Linked DNA regions of Mus musculus: regions 1, 2, 3 and 4 are each linked to region 5. A link is a contact called in public HiCAR-type, HiChIP or PLAC-seq and promoter capture Hi-C data. All regions are on one chromosome and are shown on one strand. Each heading gives the region's core, a stretch centred on a gene start, on an enhancer-like site or on the middle of the called end of the contact. The rest is flanking DNA. Distances are from core to core; before and after follow the strand shown.

The links. Promoter capture Hi-C pulls out the DNA fragments that hold promoters and counts their contacts. HiCAR-type assays count read pairs that join an accessible place to other places. HiChIP or PLAC-seq counts read pairs in DNA pulled down with a chosen protein or histone mark.
Region 1: a contact with region 5 is called in a promoter capture Hi-C map of liver, with 8 times the contacts expected there. The contact joins the promoter of Dbnl here to the promoter of Sec14l2 in region 5. A contact is called at or near these places in 2 of 39 promoter capture datasets (both in liver), 2 of 115 datasets of contacts at active chromatin or transcription factors (astrocytes and hepatocytes) and 1 of 9 other capture datasets (liver).
Region 2: a contact with region 5 is called in an H3K27ac HiChIP or PLAC-seq map of hepatocytes, with 35 times the contacts expected there. The contact joins the promoter of Mrps24 here to the promoter of Sec14l2 in region 5. A contact is called at or near these places in 3 of 39 promoter capture datasets (hippocampal neurons, liver and pre-B cells) and 2 of 115 datasets of contacts at active chromatin or transcription factors (astrocytes and hepatocytes).
Region 3: a promoter capture Hi-C map of liver shows a contact between it and region 5, with 4 times the contacts expected there. The contact joins the promoter of Ube2d-ps here to the promoter of Sec14l2 in region 5. A contact is called at or near these places in 2 of 39 promoter capture datasets (both in liver) and 1 of 115 datasets of contacts at active chromatin or transcription factors (astrocytes).
Region 4: a HiCAR-type map of astrocytes shows a contact between it and region 5, with 5 times the contacts expected there. The contact joins the promoter of Znrf3 here to the promoter of Sec14l2 in region 5. A contact is called at or near these places in 1 of 39 promoter capture datasets (liver) and 1 of 115 datasets of contacts at active chromatin or transcription factors (astrocytes).

Annotation. Positions count from the first base shown.
Region 1 is chr11:5,786,356-5,790,164 of GRCm38.p6, reverse strand. Dbnl (drebrin-like) reads right to left here and starts at 1,682. Exons shown (of 13, transcript NM_001146309.1): 1 at 1,523-1,682. The coding sequence starts at 1,605.
Region 2 is chr11:5,706,007-5,709,725 of GRCm38.p6, reverse strand. It overlaps Mrps24 (mitochondrial ribosomal protein S24), which reads left to right and starts at 2,025. Exons shown (of 4, transcript NM_026080.3): 1 at 2,025-2,102; 2 at 2,171-2,239; 3 at 2,317-2,428. The coding sequence starts at 2,064.
Region 3 is chr11:5,760,330-5,764,006 of GRCm38.p6, reverse strand. Ube2d-ps (ubiquitin-conjugating enzyme E2D, pseudogene) reads right to left here and starts at 1,857. Exons shown (of 7, transcript NR_015577.1): 1 at 1,767-1,857. It also overlaps a transcript of Urgcp not described here.
Region 4 is chr11:5,443,142-5,446,636 of GRCm38.p6, reverse strand. It overlaps Znrf3 (zinc and ring finger 3), which reads left to right and starts at 1,790. Exons shown (of 9, transcript NM_001080924.2): 1 at 1,790-2,249. The coding sequence starts at 1,959.
Region 5 is chr11:4,117,397-4,121,120 of GRCm38.p6, reverse strand. Sec14l2 (SEC14-like lipid binding 2) reads left to right here and starts at 2,392. Exons shown (of 12, transcript NM_144520.2): 1 at 2,392-2,496. The coding sequence starts at 2,443. Gm51934 (a long non-coding RNA gene) reads right to left here and starts at 2,772. Exons shown (of 3, transcript XR_003949841.1): 1 at 2,161-2,772.

The sequences.
Region 1 (3,809 bases), core at 433-2,932, 1.7 Mb before region 5:
GAGGAAGAGAAAGACTTTGGTACAAGGGTGGTCAACAGGTGTGGCCAGAGTAGTAAGCAGGAGGGGCAACAGGAACCAGGGCAGACAGGGTAAGAGTCTGGGCTTTACTAAAGTGCAACAGGAAGACACTGCATTTATGGGCAGGGAAGTTAAGATGGCCCAGATATTCTCTCAGCTAGCGAGTGGGGACCTGCCACAAAAATCTTGCTGAGTGACTACTGAAATGGCTGTGACAGTGAGGGTGGAGGCCAGAGGCTCGTTCAACTGGAGTGGCAGCACCGTCTGCATACAGTACTGTAGGAAGCTGGGCAGTAGCATGGCTGCTGGGGCAGATGAACAGTGTATGGGGAAAGAGCAAGATCTGCACCCTCAGAAGGAACAATGGGTGGATGAGGCAGGACAATGTCAGACCAAGGTGGAGCAGATGATTCTAGTAGGAGGCTCAATGTGTGCTCGGGAGACAGACACAGGTGAGATCGTGGCCAACCTGGTCTACACAGTGAGTTCCAGGCCAGCCAGAGCTACACAGTCTCAAAAGCAAGCAAGCAAGCAAAGCAAGCAAGGTCAGTGAAGAGTTATAAGCATGGGTGAAGGGCACTGCTAGCTAGGTTGTGAGGTATTCCCCAAACAGTGATGGTTCTGAGACGACTAGAGGGCCAAAAGATAAAGAGGAGAGACAACACAGTAGAACAGAAGAGATGATTGGCCAGAGTTCTGCAATAGGGGAAGTCTCCAGGGAAGACTCAACACAGGCAAACTCAGTATAGCGCCCCTCAGTGCTGACCACAGGGTAGTGGTGGCCCCACCAGAACTCCAAAGTCCAGTTTGTGTTCCCCAGAATTTGTCCACCTGCCATACTCATCAGATGTCTGAGAAACTGAAGCACTAAAAACTGGCTAACGGAAGCATGTTAAGTAAACGGAAAGTGAAAGAGAATTACTATAGACTGGTATGCATGTAGCAGAAACCTAAGAGGGCTCAGCAGGGCCACTCCAGAAACTTCAGATCTAGTTCACAGTACTGTAATGGCTCCTGGGGTGGTGAAGGAAGGATGGAGCCTTTTCTCAAACAGGTGACAGGATCCCATTTTCAGTCCCAGAATCAGGGACCCAGACCTGTGACATCCTTGACTGAGCCCTGTGTGAGCTCATGACCTCAACCCACTGCTCACGCCGCTTTCAAGGTCTCTTCCTGAACTCAGGGTTTAGAAGACGTGGTTTCCGCCTTCCAGGGAGTTGGGGAACTGCGCGGGACCCCTTTGTCCAGTGAGGTCCCAGAAACGCAGAGCCTGGCGGAAAGCAGAAAGCACAACCAGGCAGAGATCTTCAGGGCAGAGCCGACCGACCACTAGGTGGCAGGGGAGAGGCCCGGGGGTACTCGCCGGGGGGACGGCGGTGGCGAGGGTGGGGTAGCATCTCGCTAGGCTTCAGGAAGGTGGACAGGTGATCCTGCAATACTACGGCTACGCCGCGACCTCCACCTTCCCGCTCTGGCGCCTCTCCGGCCCCGCCTTGCTGCCTACCAGTCGGTCGGGGATTTCTCGGTGACTACGCGCACGTAGGCCTCCTGCAGCGCCGGCCCGTTCCGGCTCAGGTTCACCGCCATGGCACGCCCCACGGTCCCCGCGATGCAGCAGCTTCAGCTTTCTGCCGGCCTCCAGTGACGGCCGGAAGCCCCGCCCCGGAGGCCGGAAGCCTCGCCTCTGACGTGCAGAAGCCGCGCCCAAGAGGCCGGAAGCGGAAGTGGAGAGAAGGCGAGCTAGGCTGAGGGTAAAGTTGAGGCGGGGTGCTGGTGAATGAAGATCCACGAGAGGCGGGCCTGCCCGTAGGTCCTCGTTCGTCCGCATCTGCAGGGCGTGGGCTCGATTTAGAGCTTCACGCTGGTTCGTCTCTCATTAGTTAATGTATTTTGTTTAAGAGCAAGCTGTATGCGCGCAGGCGCCTCGGAAATTTCATCTGATAGTCGGACATGATGGCTACGCCTTCAACCCCAGCCTAGCCCGGTGTACAGCGCAAGTTCCAGGATGGCGAGGGCTAGGCAGAGAAGCCCTGTTTGGAAAAACCAAAGAAGAAAAGGAAAAAAACATGAATCTGCTGTGTTAGGCGTAGAGGTACAAGCCTGTGATCCTAGCGCGCAACTGGCAGAGGCAGAAGCTTGAGTTCTAGCCCGGCCTGGGCATTGCCTAGATCTTCTAAATAAAGTAAAATGAAATATTTGATGTGATAGTGGGGTAATGAAGAGAACCTGCTTTGTGCTTCACTTCTATTTCCAGACAGTTGCCTGAACGTCCCTATGAGAGACCATACTCTGTTGTCGTAAACTAAAACGAACCCTTACTTCTCTAAACTGCTTTTAGCTAGGGCATTTTATCACAGCAACAGAAATGAAACTAGAACAGTGGGGGTCGAAGTTACATTTAAAATGTTGCAAGAATGGGGCTGGAAGTGTTGTTCGTGTATTTAATCTCAGCACTGGGGAGGCAGAGGCAAGCCTGGTCTACATAGTTGAGTTCCAGCCTATCTCAAAGACAAAAAAAGGGGTGGAGGGGCTGGAGAGATGGCTTGGTGGTTAAGAGCACTGACTGCTCTTCCAGGGGATCCAGGATTGATTCCTAGCACCTATGTGGCAGCTCACAACCCTCTGTAACTCCAGCCCTAGCCCTCATCTAGTCTCTGCTGGGACTAGGTATGGCCATGGTGCACTTAAACAATCACACAATATAAAAATAAGATGGGTGTGGTGGCACATGACTTCAATCCCTGAACCTGGGAAGCAAAGGCAGATAGATCTCTGAGTTTGAGTCCAGCCTGGTCTACATAGTGGATTACTGGCTATAAGTGAGTCCCTCTCTCAAAAAAGTATTAAAAAAGAAACTTCTGGCTGGGCAGTGGTGGCGCACGCCTTTAGTCCCAGCATTTGGGAGGCAGAAGCAGTTGGATTTCTGAGTTTAAGGCCAGCCTGGTCTACAGGGTGAGTTCCAGGGACAGCCAGAACTATACAGAGAAACCCTGTTCCGAAAACAAACAAAAACAAGAAGAAACTTCAGCTCCATCTAGCAAGCCCAAATCTTCCAAGAGAGGTTATTATGTGTGTGGTATATGCACATGGGCCAGGGTAGATGCATACTACTGTGCTGTTGGAGGCCAGAGGACAGTGTCAAGTATCCTGCTCTTTCATTATCCACCCTATTCCTTAGAGGCAGGTCTCTTACTGAGCCTGGAGCTAGGCTGGTAGGCAGCAAACCACAGTGATCCTCCTGTCTCCGCCGCTCCACAGTACTGATGCTATATACAGAGCCAAACCCAGCTCTTGAAGCAGTTGCTGGGTGTTTGAACTCAGGTCTTCAAGCTTGTGCGAAAAGTGCACTTTCCCACTGAGCCATCCCCACAGCCCCAACAGTCATTTATTTGTCACAGATCACTTAAACCAGTGTTCTCCACTTTCCTAATGCTGTGACTCGTTAATAGTTTCTCATGTTGTGTCCACCATCCATTAAAATTATCTCATTGCTACTTCATAACTGCAATGTTGCTACTGTTATGAATGGCACTGTACATATCTGATATATAGGATATCTGATATGCGACTCAAACGTGAAGAACCACCAACTTAACCCCATGCATCTCTCTGATCTCTAGGGTCCACCCAGGGGAAAAAAGGTCACATTACCCCACAGTTATCTTTACAGATCTGCTTGCTGTTCAGTTACTGACCTAGGACTGGGCTTGGAAGTATAATATATACATATGTGGGTGGCACGGACCACCCACACAATGGCTTATTTTCAAAATAAGACTTTTGACTCAAGA
Region 2 (3,719 bases), core at 776-3,275, 1.6 Mb before region 5:
TAAGGTGTGTGTGTGTGTGTGTGTGTGTGTGTGTGTGTGTGTGAGTGAGAGAGAGAGAGAGAGAGCTTCTCCATCTGGAGCCTGATGGGGTCATTCTCATTTAAACCATCATAGGGTGGTCCTCTCCTTCCACCTTTACAAGGGCTCTGGGGACAGAACTCAGGCAACAGGCTTGGGCAGCAAGTTCTTTATCAGCTGAGCTATCTCATTAGCTCTGTGGGTGAGATGTTTCATGTCTACATAATGGATAATGGAACCAGCGCTCAACTGTACAAATATAACAGGTTTGCCTCTTGGTAAGTGCAAAATCAAAGCAAATCTAGCCAAGACACGAGTGGAGAAAGACTGATGACCTATGGCAGACAAGGTGGCACATACCTCAGCAGATCAGAGCATCAGGAGTTCAAAGTTAGTTTGTGGTACACTTCTAGGTCAGTTTGGGATCCATCAGATCTTGTCTTGAAAACAGTATTGCCTGCCGCAGGCAGGAAGCACTGGGGTTATTTCCAAAGCAACGCCCTCTCCGTGAACAAGGGAAGAATGACAATTTTATCCAGAGAACCTGTACGCATTTGTCTAGGAGTTGACTTATTTCTAAGAATGACCAGTTAGTTCCTGGTCATGGTCTTTTATTTTGAGACAGGGTTTATTTACTCTGTAGCCTTGGAGCCTGGAGCTCCATATGTAGACCTTGAACTGATAAAAGATCCATCTGCCTCTGCCTTCCAAGCACTGACATTAGAGTGTAAGTGTCCACTCCCATGGATGCTTTGAAGGAGTTCCCAGCCAGGTGTGGTGGCACACCCCTCATCCCAGCACTTCAGAGGCAGAAAAGGTGGATCTTTGTGACTTTGAGGCCAGCCTGGTCTATAAATTGAGTCCAGAATTTGTTACACAGAGAGCCCTTGTCTCAAAAACAAAAACAAACAAAACAAAACAGTCCCCCAAAACAAAAAACCAAAGCAAAACAAAAAATCCCTTCATTCAATATTTTGTTATAATGAGAGTCAGACTCTAGAGTCCATGTGCTTTCTTTAGTAGAGTGAGTTCTTCACGATTCTATTCCCCCCTTGCCATTAATAATTACTCAATAATAATTACAACGACATTGCTCTAGCCTCATAAATTTCCTTGCCATTTAAAATTTTCTTCCTTGGGTGGCTCCACCGCAGAAATAGACCCTCAACACACTGCCTCTTTACTTTAAATGATTAGGAGCCAACCCAGCAACCCCTTTTCTGGGATCTGCTCAGCATGAAGGCAAATGACTATTCCCAGCCCAAAGGAGGCTGACGCTGTCATATTGGATATTCCTGGAGAGTACGCGGTCTCAGGTAGGAGCACAAGCACGGAACAGCGGGGCCTGAGGGCCGGCGCGTTTTCTCTTCAATTCTCTAGAGGACATTGAAGCTGTTTCTACCACCTCTCTATGAGGATAAAAACTTCATGGCTTTTGTTTGTTTGTTCTGTTTTGCCAGAACGGGTTTCTCTCTGTAACTCAGACTCTCCAGGAACTCGCTTTGTAGACCGGACTAGGCTGGAATTCAGAGACCCACCTGCCTCGGCCACCCGAGTGCGGGGATTAAAGGCGTGCGCCACCATGTCCAGCTACACCTCAGTTTTGTTTTTTTTTTTTTTTTTTTTTTTTTTTTTTAAAGATTTATTTATTTATTATATGTAAGTACATTGTAGCTGTCTTCAGACACTCCAGAAGAGGGAGTCAGATCTCGTTAGGGATGGTTGTGAGCCACCATGTGGTTGCTGGGATTTGAACTCTGGACCTTCGGAAGAGCAGTCGGGTGCTCTAACCCACTGAGCCATCTCACCAGCCCCACACCTCAGTTTTATATCACCAAATTTTCGCATTTAAAACCCAACACCAGGTCCGACCAAGGACTAGCTGACAGTATCAGGAAAATTGCAGGACGTCCCACACTCCGACCCACGCCACGCCCTCTCCCTCGCCACGCCCCGCCCCCGCCCGTGTTCCCGTTAGTTCCTGCTCTGAGGCCCCGCCTTCCTGCGGCTGCGCACTGACGCGTCCCGGGTCGCGCCGGCCCAAGATGGCGTGGTCCGCGTCGGTGCGCGGGCTAGGGCAGCGGGTGAGTGGGCCGCGGGCGGGAGGGCTGGGGCGCCATCCGGTGTCCGCTCACTCCCCGCCTCTCCGCAGGTGCTGGCCTGCAGCCGGGAGCTGCCTGGCGCCTGGCGCACCCTGCACACCTCCGCGGTCTGCGCCAAGGTGAGTGCGGCGGCCGGGTCTGGGGGCCGCGAGGGCGGCTGGGCTGGGTCTCCCCGTGACCGCACCTTCGCTCCTAGAATCGGGCGGCGCGAGTCCGCGTGGCCAAGGGGAACAAGCCGGTGAGCTACGAGGAGGCGCACGCCCCGCACTACATCGCACACCGAAAGGGCTGGCTGTCGCTGCACACAGGTGAGGGCGCCTGGGAAGGACTGCCACCCTGGTGGCACGGGTCACTCTTGAACGTACTCTTCAAGGCAAAGAGCCGAACTTTTGGGTGGGAGGCCGGGCGTGACGGCGAACGCGCTCGGGAGGCCGATCTTGAGTTTAAGGCCAGGTAAGGTTACTTACTGAGACCCTGTCACATTTAGTTAGGGGACTGGAAAGATTGCTAAATGCTGTGCCGCTCTAGCATGAGGGTGCAGCCTAGCTCCTAAATGAGCACTTGGTGCCACAGCTCAAGGGGTGTGAGGGTGAAGGAGATATTTGGTTCTTGGGGGTCACTGGCCAGCCAGTCTTGGAAGAGCAGCTGTTTTGCTAGAAAATAAACGAGCAGCAAATAGTGATAGAGGAAAAACATTGGCTGTTAACCCCTGGTCTTCTCCATGCGTCTGTCAAGGGAGCAAGCCTGCACACACACTGTACATGTTACCGACAACAGAACATATGAGTGATGGGCATATTAGGATGGTGAAAGAAAGGAATTCTTGCATATTGAAAGGAATTTGAATATTTCTTGCTAAAGTCTCATTTGAGCCTCCATAGAACAGTATTTGCATGCTTACAAACAAGGTTTGACAGTGCTTTTTTGGCAAGCCATAATTTACAGATGTGTAATAGCCCGGAGGCGATGCGGTAGTGAAGTCTACATAGGATCCTAGACCTGGAAGAGTGTGCCCTATGTAATGCGGTGTTCACCCAAGTACAAAACTGCAGGAATGTGCTACAGTCTTCATGGCTCACAGAACCCGTATTTTTAGGCTTTTTTTTTCTCCCCCTACTTCCTATTTTGTATTTTTCTTGTTCATTTCCATTTCAGTATGCATGTTGTGTGTGTATATGTATGGATGTGTTCAGTTTGTCTGAGTCAGCCCTCTCCTACCATATGGGGCCCCAGGGATCAAGCAAGCACCCTTGCCTGCTGAACCATCTTTAAGAGAGTGTGGCAGTGTACCTCAGGCTGCGCTGGAACTCTCACACGCCAGCCTCATTTTTCTCAGTGCTGCGAGTATAGGTGTGCACCTGTCACCTGCCTGTTTATCTTTCAGTGATGCTGGAGTTTTGACTCCCGGACAATAAATTGTCTATCCACATTTGTATGTGCATGCTCACGTGTGAGTGCAGGTGTCCGTGTATGACCGCCTTAGGCCAGTCCTTGCCTTCATCTTGTTTGAAGCAGGGTCTCTTTCTTGTCACCACCTTTGTGTGCCAGGGTAGTTGGCATACAAAGGTCTGGAGACTGTCCTGCCTCTGGCTGCATCTC
Region 3 (3,677 bases), core at 608-3,107, 1.6 Mb before region 5:
GACACCCTCTTCTGGATTCCACAGAGTACCAAGCATGTATACGATGCAGTCATTCATGCAGAGGAAACACCAATACACAAAAGAACTTAAGAAAAACCAAGCACATTATTTAAAAGTTGCAATGTATTTTGTATTGTGATATTATTATGAGCTCTTGGGGATAAACAAAAAAAGAAAAGATTATGGTTTAATAACAATCTATTGGTATATTAAGTTGATAAGGGGTCAATCGACTTGGAGGGTCATTTGGGAAGAGGTAACCTCAACCCAGCAAATCCCTCCATCAGACTGTCCTGTAGACAAATGTCTGAGACATTTACTTGACTGATGTAGAAGAAAGAGCCCAGTCCACTGTGCACGGTGCCCTAACTGGCACATGGTCCTGGGGTATAGAATAAAGCAAACTGGCACACACCAGCAAGCAGCCCTGCTCCATGGCCTCTTCTTCAGTTTCTGCCTCCAGGTCTCTGCTTTGGCTTCCCTCTCCTCCCAAGCTGCTTCTGGTTATGGTGTTTATCACAGCGACAGAAATCTAATTGAGACACATAACCTGGATCCACTTGGTGGAAAGAATCATGCTAATGCTAAAAGTTAGGGTCATAGGGCTGGAGAGATGGCTCAGTGGTTAAGGGCATGAACTGCTCTTCCAGAGCTCCTGAGTATGATTCTTGGCACCTACACAGGGCACCTTACACCCACATATAAGTGAGCAAATCTTTTTTTTTTTTTTGGTTTTTCGAGACAGGGTTTCTCTGTATAGCCTTGGCTGTCCTCTGTAGATCAGGCTGTCCTCGAACTCCGTCTGCCTCTGCCTCCCAAGTGCTGGGATAAAAGGTATGCAACACCACGCCCGGCCCCAAATCCTTTAAAAAAGAGGTTATAAATACCATTTTGCAGTATAGAAAATCCCAACTAGGGTTGGTGAGATGGCTCAATGGGTAAGAGCACCCGACTGCTCTTCCGAAGGTCAGGAGTTCAAATCCCAGCAACCACATGGTGGCTCACAACCATCCGTAACGAGATCTGACTCCCTCTTCTGGAGTGTCTGAGGACAGCTACAGTGTACTTACATATAATAAATAAATAAATAAATAAATAAATAAATAAATCTTTAAAAAAATTCCAACTATTAATACTATGTGAAAACATGGATCATAAATTACAGTATAATGCAGGGTATGGTGGTGCACGCCCCTCGGCAACCAGAGGCAGGAGGATCTCTGTGAGTTTGAGGCTGGCCTTGTCTACATAGCGAGTTCTGGGTCTGCCAGGAGGCCGTGTCTCAAAAAACCAAACCAAACCAAACCAAAACGGAACAAAAAACAACTTAGAAATATAAAATAATTTTCTTTAGGAAAAGGACGAAAAGTGGATAGGCTAAAACGTTAACAAATGGTAAAGGGTGGATTGGTGGCTTCTTTTTCTGAGATGCAATTACCAGGCTCTAGGTTAATGGGCTAATACAAACCTACGGGATGAAATTCTCCCGCAGCTCAGCCTCTCGTGCTAGGCACCCTGGGAGACACCCCTCTGCTTCCCTAAACTCCGCCCAAAGCTGCGCGCGCACGTGACCCGGTCGCATGACTCCGCCCCCGCGAGTCGCCCGCCAGAGGCACTCAGCCACCTCCTAAGTCTGCGCCGACCGCGGCGGAACTCGCGCGGGGCAAGTGTCAGTGCGCCCTGCCGCACCTCAGCCGCGGGGTTCTATTCGCTGCGACAGCCCGCAGAGTGGACGGGCGGGAGGACCCCGTTTCCGCCACTCTTACCTTCTGGATCCGTTTTAGAGCCATGTTCCCGCTGCTCGTGCCCCACCGGCCCTGCGGGGCAGACTAAGACGGCCGCCTGGGCCGCAACGCTGCACGCCGGGAACGGCGCTCTACGCGTGCGCGCCGCGGTGCGCTGTGGGTAGCTAGTGCGCGCAGCAGTCCTGGGTCTGACCACGGAGTCGCGCACGGTCAGTTACTCGGCCACGGTCACGGCCCTGTGGCTCTGGTTTCTGCTAGGCGAGGGGCCTGGGCACCAGGACATGCCTGAAACCGCAGGTGCCACACGCTATGCTCTCTGCCCCTCCCTGGGCTCCTCCCCAGGCTGTCACTTAACTCCTGAGCTTAGTGGTTGTCAGCGCTGTAAGTATACATTCACTTTTATATGCTTTCTGGGCAGAAGTGTTACAGATATTTCTGAATACGCGTAGGTGCTGAGCACAGATGCATCTACATGTCTGGAGAGCTGCATTTTCAGTAGTACTTAGTTGGCTTCAATGCACTGCCGCTATTGAGACTCAGCCTGAAAGTGCACATCCCAAGCTAAACTCTGCTTCCCTTTCCCCAAGACATCGAACTGTTTAAGACCAAGTGTAAAGAACTTAGTGGTATGTCACAAAATCTGTGTAATAGATTGTAGCCAACATCTTGGAAATGAAATAGAATATGGCAAAATACATAATATCAGCGTGCCTCATACAGTAAAGAATCTGGACTCTCTATATAAATAATCATATATATTGTTTCCAGACAGATAAACCTAATAGGGTATGCTAGTGCAGTTGCTCTGGACCAAAGGTGTTCCAACACCAGACTGGGCTACATAGTGAGTTTGAGGCCAGCCTGGATTGCAGAGTAAGACCATGTCTTAAAAAAAAAAAAAAAGCCGGGCGTGGTGGCGCACACCTTTAATCCCAGCACTCAGGAGTCAGAGACAGGCGGATTCCTGAGTTCAAGGCCAGCCTGGTCTACAAAGTGAGTTCCAGGACAGCCAGAGCTATGCAGAGAAACCCTGTCTGGAAAAACCAAAAAAAGAAAGAAAGAAAGAAAGAAAGAAAGAAAGAAAGAAAGAGAGAAAGATCCCCAAAGGAAAATCTAAAACTAGAGGAGCTGAGGAGATAGTAGATAGGAGTGCTTGTGGTGCAAGCATGGGGCCCTGAGATCATTAGTACCCACAGAAAAGGTGAGGTTGGCTACTCATGTCTCTAACCCCAGCACTGGGTAGCCGGCATGACAGGATCCCTGGAGCTACCTTAGCATAGATAGTGAGATTCCAGTTCAGTGAGAGACCTTGCACCAAAAGCAGTAAGGCACAAAGAGTAGCATTTACTCTGTCATATATCTGGCATTCTACTCTGGCCTCTGTCATGTTCCTGCACATACGCATACAAACCCTGCCCAAAACAAAAACAATGAATCGAACACTTAAATGGTTTCCCAGCCAGATTCCTATATGCCATTCACCTATTCTCCTAGTTTATCCTAAACACATGTCATGAACTGTCCTCTAAACTATAAGCCTTACCAAGCTCCACCCTCTTCCAAAACTCCACAAGGAAGATCTGTGGCCTGTGGGAATACATTCAGGGCTCTCTGTGATCCCTTAGGGTCTGCTGTCTTTAAGTTTTACTTCCTTACCTTTAGTTATGCTATTGTGGTGGTGGCTCATGCCTTTAATCCCATCACTCTAGAGGCAGAAGCAGGCAGATCTTTCAAAACAGGGTCTCTGTAGAGCCCTGGCTATCCCGGAGCTCACTCTGTAGACCAGGCTGGCCTTCATTCAGCTCACAGAGATCTACCCATCCTGCACCTTCTATCATTTAAAAAAAAAAACCATTTATTTAATGTATATGAGTACACTGTGGCTGTCTTCAGAAACACCTGAAAAGGGCATCAGATCCCATTACAGATGGT
Region 4 (3,495 bases), core at 541-3,040, 1.3 Mb before region 5:
CTGTCTTCACATGCATCAGAAGATGGCATTAAATCTCATTACGGGTGGTTGTGAGCCACCATGTGGTTGCTGGAATTTGAACTTCGGACCTTTGGAAGAGCAGTCGGGTGCTCTTACCCACTGAGCCATCTCACCAGCCCCGATTGAAACTCTACCATGTTAAAAATTCGATTTTATTGTATGGATAGACCATATTTGCATATTCATTCACCAGTTCATGACTTCATACTTCTAAGGATTGCAACGCTAGCTATGCATGGCTATAATAATTGCTTTCCCCTTAAAGACTGGACTGTGCCAGGTGTGGTGGCACACGCCTTTAATCCCAGCACTCGGGAGGCAGAGGCAGGCAGATTTCTGAGTTAGAGGCCAGCCTGGTCTACAAAGTGAGATCTAGGACAGCCAGGGCTACACAGAGAAACCCTGTCTCGAAAAGACAAACAAACAAAAAAAAAACAAAACAAAACAAAAAAAAAGACTGGACTGTGCCTTAGTGGGTAAAGTCACAATCCTTGGAAATGACAGTGCTCCCGAGCAGTCAGTACTGATTAAGCTTGGCTTGGGGGAAACTAATGACTCTAGCTTTGTCAGTTACCTTCTGTGCCAAAGCTTTGGGTGGTCCAAACACAGTAACACAGTTCTGTGAATTTCTTTTCAATTGTATTTTCTATTCAACACATTGGCAAAACATTCCTTTTCAGTTTAAACTGTAACCTCGATGCGCTGATTACTCAAGGAAACACTCAATGACTTTTCTTTTTGTCTTAATATTTTGGGTGTGGTAGCAAGTAGAAGCAGATCACCCTAACCAAATATTTGCAAATATTTAAACAAAGCCATTCAGGTCAGGGAGGGAAGACGACTGAGGAAGTAGAAATTGAATGTGGCTTTTAAAGGAGGATTGTGAGTCTCATAGATTTGCTGAGAAAGGAAAAATCCTGTTCCAAAAAGGGGAAGAGAATTAAAAGTTTATCTTCTGGGTGACTGGGGACGTCTGGGTTCGGAGCACGTGTCTTTGGTATGTTTGGCAACCAGAAGTCTGTGCATTAAGCGTGTTGACTCTTCCGCCCTTCTGCACATGGTGAGATTTGAAGGGAGTGTTGGAGACGGTCTCCAGGGCTGCGGAAAGATGAACTCCATTAGAATCTAGATAACTTCTTCAAGTTCTCCGCCACCTGTCCTCACTCCTTTAGTTGAGGGTAACTGTCTATGTGACACCCACGTAAGAACTGGACGTGTCCCGGCGGGTTGCAAACTGCCACTGACCGCCCGGGGCCTTTCGCGGTCCCTGGAGGTGGTAGGGCGCGAGCACCGAGTGCGGGTGGCCAGCAGTGCCGGAGCTGCGGATGAAGCATCCTTGGACGGAAGGACGAGGCCTTTGACGCCCCAATGACTCTAATTGCGGCACCAAAGCAGGGTGCGCCGAGGGGGCGAAACCGCCCGGGAACAGGTTGAGGATCTTACTCTCCCCGTACTCCAGCAACTGCCAAGAGAAATGTCTGCCGCGGAGGGCGGAGTACAGACCAGGGGGCGTGGCTAAGAGGAAGGGGCGTGACCGAAAAAGACTACCTGGGCGGAGCAAGGGTGGAGGGGCGTGGCTAAGAACGGAGTCGGGGCGGGACTCAGTCGATTGGGCGGGGCGGGCGAGGCCTCTGGGCCCCGCCTCTCGCCGCAGGCGCGCCCGCCCCGCCTACCCGCTCCCCTCGGAGGTGGCCGCGGCCGAGCGCGGGGAGGGAGGGGAGAGCGGGTCACGACGCTGCGGGGGCGGGGATAACCCCTCACGTGGAGCAGATGAAAGGGCCGCGGCGCGACGGCCGGGGGAGCGGAGCAGAGCCTGCGACCCACAAAGCCGCCGCCGCCGCGATGGTGCTGTGAGGCGACCGCCCGCGCTCGGTCCTCCGCCGGCCCGCGACTATGCCCGGCCGCGCCCGCCCTCCGCGCCCTCCCGCCGCAGGACCATGAGGCCACGCTCGGGCGGGCGCCCAGGGGCCCCGGGCCGCCGCCGCCGCCGCCTCCGCCGCGGCCCCCGCGGTCGTCGCCTGCCGCCGCCGCCGCCGCTGCCGCTGCTTCTCGGGCTGCTGCTGGCGGCCGCGGGGCCCGGCGCGGCGCGGGCCAAGGAGACGGCGTTCGTGGAGGTGGTGCTGTTCGAGTCGAGCCCGAGCGGCGACTATACCACCCACACCACCGGCCTCACGGGCCGCTTCTCGCGGGCCGGGGCCATGCTCAGCGCCGAGGGCGAGATCGTGCAGGTAGCCACCCGGGCCCCGCGCTCCGCCGCCACAAGATGGCTCCGGGGGCTGCGCCCGCCGACCCCGCCGCGGGCTAGCGGGCGGGCGGGCGGGGGGGAGGCGCGGAGCCCGGCGGCATCCCTCCCAGGCGGGCGGGACGGGGCCTCCGGGGCACGGCGGCTGAGGCGAGCGCACGTGGGGGCTCGGCCTCCGGTGGGTGCACCGCGCCGGGGTGGGGGTGGGGACGCTGAGCTGGGCATGGGCGCCTGGGCGGCACTCTTGAGTTGGCGGGACGTTTTTCTCCCTCAGGTGAAAGTCCCGGGAACTACCTGTTGAATGCCAACTTTGCAAAGGCGAGACAAGTTGAAGGATGGAGCGACTTCTTAGAGGTCGCAGGCTTTGCTTTTCCATCCACGTTTGCTCCGTTTTCGGAGCGACCCAGTTGCCGGGGTGCACATCTTCAGGTTATTTTTGCTGAAATCTACTGGCAGCCTTACCTAGACACCAACCCTCTGGCAGGGCTCTGGACGGGCAGCAGCAGGAAGGGAGCAGGCGGAGCTGGCTGAGGAGTGGGAATTGGCAGAGCACTGTCGTGGCCGTGCCTCAGATTACAGGGGATGAGAAAGACCGCAGGCTCGCCCCTGGGTCAAGGACTAATACCGAAGAGGCCTGCAAACCCGAGCCAGGGTCTCTCACTGACAGGGCCTCCACCTTGCTCCAAATGAAAGAGGGCTGCGTCCCAAAGGAGGCTGGCTAGGGAGAGCTTTGAGCTGTCCCCAGTCTTTGAGGAGGGACTCTCAGTCGAAGCCTCAGCGGATGGATAGCTGCATAGATTTCCCGCTCCCTCGACGATGGTTTTTATCCACTACCATGTTCCAGGGCAGCGCACTTATGGTTGTTAGGCGCACCTCTGGTAGGAGTGATCTGATACGGTTGGCTCGTCTTTGAATCTTTTGGAACTTTAGAGGCCTATAGTTTGGATCTCCGGTGCTTTGCTCTTGGGTGAATTATGAAGAGAAAAGGGACTGTGTGGGATGACTTCAGAGCAGCTCCGAGTGTAGACAGGAGGGTGAAGCTGCACGCAGAGCTTTGAGTTGATGGGACACGGGCCAATACGGTGTAGCTCCTTAAAGGTGTGTGTCTTTCCAAAGCTGGAGGAGGACCCTATGGCTGTGATTAGAAAGCATTGTTTTGTGGTGCTCTTATTCTTATCTATAGAAAGCGAAATACATGTTTGACCAATTTCTGTGACTACAGATGTTGCTAA
Region 5 (3,724 bases), core at 1,143-3,642:
AGGGGCTGTTCTACTTTCTTTAGTAGGCTCTACACTGGCCCTGGGAGGCTGTAAGGCTCTTGAAGGCCTCACATCCAGCGAGGAAGGCAGCTCTGCCCTGTACCAAGCCAGAAGCCAAGTGACCAGGGACACCTGCACTGCCTAGAAACTCTGCTGAGGTCAGCCTCTGGGCCTGCCAGCCACATGCTACCCCTCCGCCCACCCTTCATCAGATCAGGAAGCCACACTAGGGGCACAGCAGGGTCCTTTCCTATGCCAAGAACAGGCCTATTGCCACCTGCCTTGTTTCTGGGTGAGGAGAGACAGGTGGGAGACCTGGATTTGAGGCAGCTGAGGTTTACCTCTGCATTAATGCCAGCATGAAGGAGGGGTCCAACTGATACTTTCCCATCGCCCAGTACCCTACATCTGTCATGCTATTGCTGACTTTGGGCAAGCCATGGCCTCCTTGAGCCTATTCCCCACCCTGGCCCCCATCCCTGCCGCTGTGCTGTTAGGCGAGGCCACATGAGCTTTGTGAGATGGGGCTGACTTCACTTTCCTTCCAGACCACCCCCAGCACAGAGCGTCAAGACCCTCCCCTTCTGTCCCCCCTGCTTTCCCCTCCAATACTTGTCATTCTTTGAGCCCAGGCTGGCCTTCCTACCTTAGCCCTGAGTGCTGTATTACATATGTGTTCCACCATGCTCCATCCATGTTTATAGGAGCAGGATGCAGGGTTTGTAGGACTCTGATAACTGAAGCAAGGCAGTGTGTCCCGTGGGTCTCACGGTCTAGAAGGTCAATGTTCCTAAGGAAGGTCGCACCAAGGTTTTAGGCACCACGTGTCCTGCCCCACCCTGGTCACTCTGCTGCCTCCACATCTCTGACTGTAGCTACACTTTGCACCTGCCACCAGAACTTAGCTCAGGCTACTGTGCCGAAAGAAGTTGAGGATTGTCTTCTTCTTGGCCATCTGCCTTGCTCTTGTGTTCTCTTTAGTAAGTTTGGGACCAAAAGGTGGTGTCTAAATATTCCTGGGTTCCAGAACAATGCCTCCTGCTTGGCATACAGTAGGAAGACAAAATGGCCCTGGCCCTGTGACCAGGTATCACCATGGAAGTAAGATCAAAGTGGCGAGGGCTCTAGCAGGAGAAGGCTATGAACTCTATTGTGTGAGCCAGAAGTAGTAACTGGGGGGCGGGAGGCAGTCTGATGGTATAGGCTGGACAAGAGGCTGCTAGGCTACAGCTGTCAGAGTCCACCCACTCACTAGTCAAACTTGTCACTAGCGGGGAGTCCGCAGGCTCTTGGCCAGAGCTGGGAAGCAGATAAGCACAGCAGGGCTGCTGTGGGCTCTGGCTTCCAGTGTGGTTTCCTCTCTGTCTAGCCTACGGCCAAGATCTGGCTAGGCAGCCAGCAATGGACAGCAAGGAGGTGGCCACAAGAAGTCAAACCTGAGAATTGTGTACATTAACTTCCATTAGCCTCCTGCCCATGATCACCCTCGGTTAGAGAAGAAGCAACAGTGCAGTGAGGCAAAGGACCCCGTAGACACCCGTGGGACACGGGCCCTCAAACCTGAGCCTCCTCACTTCCACAGAGGAAGCAGAGCATGCCAACTGAGATGTGAGAGCTTCAGGTGTGGCTCCCAGAGAGCAGGGAAGATCAGACGCAGAGACCTGGGTCTTAGTGGGGAGGCTGGTCTTCCTTTCTCTTCAGCTAGATGCCATGGTCTTTACCATGCCTGCTCTGCAGGTAGAGGGAAAAGGCTGTCCACTCCATTTGGTTTATTTGTTTGTATTCTGGGCTTGCCTCAAGCCCAATAAATAAGCTAAGGGTGATCAGAACTTCTGCTTCTCCAATGCTGGGATCTCAGGTATGTGTTGGAATGTGCCACTATGACCATGCAGTGCTGGGAATCCGACTTAAGGTCGTGCGCGTAACTCAGTGGCAAGCCTTCTGCCACTGAGTTACATCGGCAACCCTGGGGGTCAACTCTCACTCCCAAGCAGAGCTGGTAGTAGTGACCATAAGCAGATGGCAGAGTGAACACCACAGTTCCTACAGGCAGAAAGACGCTTAAGGGGCATCCCTTTTCAGTGGGCACCAGAGAGCTGTCAACATTTTGGGGTAAGGAAAGCTATGAGAGCAGCCCGGTCCAGCCTTGTGGAGTCGCACCTTAGAAGACGTCGTTTGCTAGAGCTTTCCAGCTTCCTCTTGGTTAGGATGAGGATCCAGACCCAAGTAGCTCCTCAGGTGTATGAGCAAGCATTCTGGCTCCAATCCAGGGCCTCTGCGCGTCTCGCCCCGCCCCTCGGGCTCCTTTAAGAGGCGGGTCTTGGCCGCCAGCCCCGGGGCCTCGGCCAAAGACTGGGACTTTACTCCAGCGGCTGCGGCGGCGGCAAACGAGTCGGAGCTCCATCAGCTGCCGCAGGCACCGCGCCCCAAGGCTGAGCCACGATGAGCGGCAGAGTCGGTGACCTGAGCCCCAAACAGGAGGAGGCACTGGCCAAGGTGAGCTTGCTCTTGGTCTGTCTGTGGCCCTCGCTCCTGGCTGAAAAGCGGCTGTAAGGGACTGTCCTCGCGGGCGGGCGACTGATCGCCCCCGCTTGGCTAGTGCCCAGCGGACCGCTTCTCCTTCAGGGTGAGGACCTCGGGAAGTTTGGTCATCGCGATCTTCAGCATGAGCAGCCCCAGAGGTGCCCCCTTGGGAAGAAGTGGTTGCTTGGAAGCCTTGGGAGGCAGCTGAGGGCACAAAGGCAACATTCATCCTCCGGGCTGGCAGGGACTGGTAGCAGGGCCGTGGGACAGGGGCAGGGCCCCAGGTTTCCTCCCATTTCCGGGAGGTTTTTCTCTTTTGGGGCAGTGGCATATGGAAGGGTCCCTGACAGTTCCTTGGCAAACTCCCCCTAGCTCTTTCAAGGCACTAAGTCACTGTGCGACCTTGGGCCAAACCCTGTCCTGTGTGCTGTGCTCTTCGATGAAATTAGAGGAGTTGTCTGTCGGGCACCTCTTGTGTGTGAAGTCTAAGATGTCCGGGATTCACTAGGTTGGAATCCTTTCGGAGAGAAGAGCTCTCCCCACCCTGGCAACCCAGACCCTTGCCTGAACTTAGTGATGCCACTCAAAAGGAAAGGACCTGACCAGGCTTTGCCTTGGCACCTGGGCAGACAGGGACTTATCTACTCCATTCAAGTTCGGGAGCTGGCACTTCTGGCCAAAAGACTTTATCTCCTCAGTTGCACGGGATCAGAATTGATGGGGTCCAGCCCCAGTGTTCCCAGTTGTGCAGTTTCTTATTTATTCCAGAGTGTGGCAGCAGATGTGGCTGCTGTGTGTGACTTTTTTCCCATGCCAGGTTTGCTGCTGACGTGCAGGCTAAGTCTGTTGGGCATAGGTTTGGTGGGGATTAAGCCAGGGGCTAGGTGAGGTCCTTGGTGAAGGGTGGCCTTCTGCTTGTTGTTTAGATGACCATTGTCCTAACTCTGGGAGCTGCTTTTGGGGGATGGGAGGGTCTGATTAGACCTAGCTGACCTAAGGCAAAGGGCAGAGGTGGCCAGTCCTCATTGGTCCTCTCTGGAGGTGTCCTACAGGTCAGTAACCAGATAAAGGTCTCTGCTGTTGTAGGAGGCTTGGGGCTGCCTGTTTACTACTGGGTAGTGAGAGATCAGGGATAGGGGTGGCTATCCTGGGTCACTGTCCACCTCCCTTGGTGGCTTTCCTAGTATGTTTCCCTTTTGTG